2 separate regions of the Pan troglodytes genome follow, and region 2 is linked to region 1. Evidence: chromatin contacts called from public Hi-C data. All regions are on one chromosome and are shown on one strand. Each heading gives the region's core, a stretch centred on a gene start, on an enhancer-like site or on the middle of the called end of the contact. The rest is flanking DNA. Distances are from core to core; before and after follow the strand shown.

The links. Hi-C and Micro-C count contacts between places; a contact is called where the count stands out from the background.
Region 2: a Hi-C map of stem cell-derived neural progenitor cells shows a contact between it and region 1, with 4 times the contacts expected there. The contact joins the enhancer-like site here to the promoter of RPS19BP1 in region 1. A contact is called at or near these places in 1 of 7 Hi-C or Micro-C datasets (stem cell-derived neural progenitor cells) and 1 of 1 datasets of contacts at active chromatin or transcription factors (stem cell-derived excitatory neurons).

Annotation. Positions count from the first base shown.
Region 1 is chr23:41,529,524-41,532,223 of NHGRI_mPanTro3-v2.0_pri, reverse strand. RPS19BP1 (ribosomal protein S19 binding protein 1) reads left to right here and starts at 1,253. Exons shown (of 4, transcript XM_515142.6): 1 at 1,253-1,431; 2 at 1,595-1,723. The coding sequence starts at 1,380.
Region 2 is chr23:42,178,845-42,181,544 of NHGRI_mPanTro3-v2.0_pri, reverse strand. The region is part of intron 4 of TNRC6B (trinucleotide repeat containing adaptor 6B); the gene reads right to left. Among named protein-coding and RNA genes, the nearest start is that of TNRC6B, 140 kb to the right of the region's middle. Within about 2 kb of position 1,259, at least 4 of the 24 cell types and tissues checked have an H3K27ac peak or open chromatin away from gene starts, as enhancers often do. A contact at or near this core is called in stem cell-derived neural progenitor cells, where this site is marked.

The DNA.
Region 1 (2,700 bases), core at 4-2,503:
ACCTTCGCCTCTCTGTGTTTGTTTCCTCGTCTGTAAAATGCAAAAGACAATTCCTACCTGGAAGGGTAGGGGGGATAAACAAGTTAACAAATGTAAAGCACGTAGAACAGCACAAATGCTTGAGTTTGTGTTGGTTGTTATTATTACTATCTAGCCGATGGAGCTTAAACGGTGTGGTCTATCCCGGAGGACGAACTCCAGGTCCCACACTCTGTGGTGTCAAGTACACAGAAGGCCCTCAGAACCCGGCTGAGTGAACCCAGTGGTCCCTTCTGATTCACCGTTCACTTATTGCGTGTCTTCTCCATGCCAGGTGCTGGGCTGCCAGCTGCAGATGGAGCAGCGAACAAGCCCAGGGCTCCTCCCCCAGGTAAGCAGTGTCACTTCTAGGCCAGAGGGGCTCAAATGTTTTGGTCTAAGAAGCTTCTTACATTTAAAACTTCAGAATCCCCTCACTCCTGTAATCCCAGCACTTTGGGAGGCTGAGGTGGGCGGATCACTTGAGGTCCGGAGTTCAAGACCAGCCTGGCCAACATGGCAAAACCCCGTCTCTACTAAAAATTTTTTAAAAAGAAAATTAGCCGGCCGTGGTGGCGGGCGTCTGTAATCTCAGTTACTCGGGAGGCTAAGGCAAAACAATCGCTTGAACCCGGGAGGCGGAAGTTGCAGTGAGCCGAGATCGCTGCACTCCAGCCTGGGCGACAGAGCGAGATTCCGTCTCAAAAAAAAATTTAATTTAATTAAATAAAATAAATTTTAAAAAATTCAGGATCCCAAAGAACTTTTGTATGTAGGCAACTGATATTTGTCATACTAGAAACTAAAACAAAAATTTTACATATTCATTAATTCACTTAAAATGACAATAAACCCATTGCTTGGTAACATAACGTATTTTATGAGAAATAATTGTAGTTTTCAAAACAAAGATATGTCTTTAATGTCTGGCTTAAGGGAAGACAACTGGATTCTCATGCCGCACTCAACCTGTGCGATACCTAGTGCTGGTTGAAGTATATGAAAAACACTCCGCCCTGTCCCCATCCTAGCCCGCCACGGAGCCACGAGACCCGAGAGGATTGGCCAACCCGGCGGAGCAGGTTGCGGACGACTTCCGGGGAAGGAGGGGACTGAGCGCCAGGAGCCAGGTAGATTGGGATTGAATAACACATGTGTCTTTCTGCGCCTTGGACCCGCCTCCAGTTTCCGCCCCTTCTTCCGCTCAAGTGTAAACCCCTAACGCATGCGTCCTAAGAAAGATGGGCACTTCCGCCCATCCCCCTCCGGAACCCTCTGTTCGGGCTCGGGTTTCCACCGAGACGACAGGGACTGCCAGGTCGGAAGTAGTGTGAGGCTCGTGGGCGGAGCCAAGCGCCGCCATGTCCGCCGCCCTGCTGCGGCGTGGCCTGGAGCTGCTGGCGGCGTCCGAGGGTGAGGAGGGCTGGCCAGGGGACGTCCGGCGCGGGCAGGAGGATGGCAGTGGCTGTGGGCGGGAGCCCTGGATGGAAAACAATCCAGGCCGGGCTTAGCCCCAGTGGCATGGGAACGCTGCGCGCCCTCTGACCTGGGTCTCTTCCTCTCTCTTCCCCTACAGCCCCCCGGGACCCTCCAGGTCAGGCCAAGCCGAGAGGGGCTCCGGTGAAACGGCCCCGGAAGACGAAGGCAATTCAGGCCCAGAAACTGCGGAACTCGGCCAAGGGAAAGGTGCCCAAGTCGGCACTGGGTAAGTTCGGGAAGGGGCTGAAAGTGCTGCCTCCGGTGCTGGGACCTGCGCCCCAGAGGAGGTGGCGCTTGAGGCAGGGCTTGAAGCGTTCGCCCGGTATTGCTAGACCTACTGTGTGCCAGGCGCGGAGCGGGGCCCTGGACATACGAAGGTGACAGAACACGCCACCGTCCTGGTCCTCGTGGACTACGGCCCTAGTGGGGAGAGAAGCATCAAAGAATATCAAACCCAGTGTGTCATTGCTAAGTGCATTGAAGCCTATGAATTAAAAGACTACGGTACTCTGATGGGGACTTAGGCCAAGTCAGCCTTCTCTGAGGAAGCGACATTTCAGCCGAGAGCTGAAGGATGTATAAGAGTGAGCTAGGTGAAAAGTAGGAGAATATTCTAGGAAGAATAGTATGTGCAAAGGTCCTGAGTCAGAAAGGAGGTTGTTGCCTTTGAGAATTTGAAAAAATAAAGGCTGGTAAAGGTGACCTAGTGAATGAGGATCAAAGATGGAGCATTTAAACACATTCACTAACACTCTGTACCAGGTGCTGATTCTAAGTGCTGTACAAATGTAAGCTCGTTTGATCCTTACAGCAGCCCTTTGAGGTCGATACTACTATCACCCCCGTTTTACAGATTCAGAAAAAGGCACCTGCCCAGGTGGTACAGGCATTGTGGCTGCCCAGGCATTGTGTCTCCAGAGTGCTGCTATTACCTACTCCATTGAAATAGGACATGCTGTGGCCTGGGCAGTGGCTATAGCAGCAGAGATAACAAGAGAATTGTGCAGGTGGAAAATATGTTGAAGAGGGGGCAGCAGAGAATTTCAGCCTTTAGAGGGGTTTTAGTGGTGAATTGGCTGTGAAGGTGGAGCCTAGTTTCTTGGGGGACGTAGTGTCACTTAATAGACATAAAGACTTTTGGAGGGGCTGGTGTAGGCAAGATGGTGATATTTTGACATGTGTCAGGACGTGGCAAGCTCTTAC
Region 2 (2,700 bases), core at 10-2,509, 650 kb before region 1:
TCTGTTGTCAGTCCAGGCCACTATGACCTGAGATTACTACAGTATCATCTGGTCTTACGTGCAATGTCCCAGCCAGTTTCCACAACACACCAGAATCGTCTTTCAAAAATCCAATCTGAACAAGTGACTTTCCCACTTAAAACCCTTCAACTGTTCTCAGGAAAAAGACTTTCAAACGTGGCTTATACACTCTTCTGCATCTGGTCAAGGCTTAGTTTTTCAGCTTACCTCTCATTTCTCAGATTATTTCTTCCCTTAAGCACACGACACTCCAACCATGTCAAAGTACTCTCTATGCTGTTCCCCAAATATGCCAATGTCCACTAGTGCCCCGTGGTCTTTGCAGAAGCTGTTATCTCTCTAGGTGTCCACCCTTTGTAACCCCCCAACACCCTGAGCACCAGCCAGCCCCTTGCATCTATTCTCTAACTTCAGCAGTCGTGTCTGGAGAAAATCTTCACACTACTGCTAGGCTTGTACTTGTACTTATCAACACCTGGCATGTGAAAAGCACTCAGTAATTATTTGCAGAATGAATGAGTAAACAGATCATTTTCTAAGTTTTTTAAAAAACAAATTCCAACGTCAATGAATGAAAGCCATTTTTCTGTCACCCATATTAATTCAACAGCATTGTATAAAGTGGGCAATGGACCTAAATTTTCATTTTGCCCATTGAGTCAAAACTGGCTGTTGTGCACGGTGGCTCATGCCTGTAATCCCAGAACTTTGGGAGGCCGAGGCAGGTGAATCACAAGGTCAGGAGTTCGAGATCAGCCTGGCCAACATGCCGAAACACTGTATCTACTAAAATATACAAAAAATTAGCTGGGTGTAGTGGCAGGCGCCTGTAATCCCAGCTACTCGGGAGGCTGACGCAAAAGAATCGCTTGAACCCAGGAGGCGGAGGTTGCAGTGAGCAAAGATCACGCCACTGCACTCCAGCCCGGGCGACAGAGTGACTCCATCTCATATTAAAAAAAAAAAAAAACCTAGTAATAATTTGGTCAAATAAACAGAATTTACATGTGTGGGCCCAGAATAATCACAATGAGGGAGAAAACGCTGTATTCAATGTTCTCCTTTGCCTTGTAAACTCTAAGACCAATTCATTTGAAATTGCTGAGAACCTTCTGATGCAAAGCACAGAATGTATGAAAAACAGCCAAGTAAACGTGGATACAACACAGAGGCACAGCCTGAAGGAAACTGGAGAGTTATGAAGAGACGACATCAGACCACAGGAATGTAGGGACTTGAATAAAAAGAAAAGGCTCCGTGCTGCTCCTGTCCTTGTGCAGGCTAAAGCTCTGTGCAATCACTGTACAGGCTTCATGATCCTGGTAGCCATGAGAAAGAACAGAGCCATTCTGCGGGGCCATAAAAGCCTTTCTGGTTCATTCAACAAAGGGAGATACAGCAAAGGGGAAGGAAACACTTACTAAGCAACAAGACTAGGTGCCTAGCCCTCACATATAGCATTTCCTTTATGCGTCGCAACAATATATTATCCCCATTTTGCTGGTGAGGAAATGAGCCTACCATCGTCACACAGTGAGTCCTGGTGACCTTATACTCACACATTTTCACTCAACATCTACTCCTGCCAAGCCCTGTTCTAGATGTTGGGGATACAACAGTGAGGAAAACAGATAAGGTCTCTGCTTTCAGGAAACCGGATAGTATTGTGGAGACGTACCATACACAAATAATTTCAGATGGTGATACAATTTAGGAGTGTTAAAAAAGTAAAATTGAAGGATGTGATAAAATAACTAGGAAGGCAATTCCAGGTTGCAAAGTTCTCAGAGGTAATGCAAAAGATAATTTTGAAGAGATAGTGCACAGAGCTAAAGACAATGTTTAATAAAGTGACTATCAAGTCAAACCTTCAATGAAGTCTCCAAAACTACCAGAAGCAAAAAATTACCACTCATTCCCTGATTATCAGAAAAGATAACTAAGGAGTTATCTCAGTCATAACCTAAAGCAGTAAGTTATATAGTTAGTCACCAGATGGCAAATATTTCCACATGAACCAAACTATTGAAGGCAATGGGCCAAATTAATTCTTAGATGCCCCAGCACCTACATCAGTGCTTAATAAATTACTGCTGAATAAATATATGATGGAAAGGAAAGAAGAAAACAATGTTAAGATGTCACTGCCATGAGTTAAATAAATCCCTTTTCTGGCCAAGTGGCTTCAATTCACTCCACCCTAACCCCGACACCCGTCTTAATCACAAGAAGCAGGTGAGGAAAGTGGGATTAGAGTAAATCCACGAACAATACTGTACAGAGAAACAATTAGCATATGCTGTCCCTCTCCCCAGCCACCAGACAGAAACAAGTTCCACTTAAAGAAGTCTAATATCTAAATAACTAAAAATTATTAAATGGGGTAATTATTTGGCTTCTTTTTTCTTTTTTCTTTTTTTTTTTTTGAGACGGAGTCTCCCTGTACTGCCCAGGATGGAGTGCAGTGGCACAATCTCGGCTCACTGCAACCTCCGACTCCTGGGTTCAAACGATTCTCCTGCCTCAGCCTCCCGAGTAGCTGGGATTACAGGCAGGCGCCACCACCCTCGGCTAGTTTTTTTGTATTTTTAGTAGAGACAAGGGTTCACCATATTGTCCAGGCTGGTCTCGAACTCCTGACCTTGTATCCACTCACCTCGACCTCCCAAAGTGCTGGGA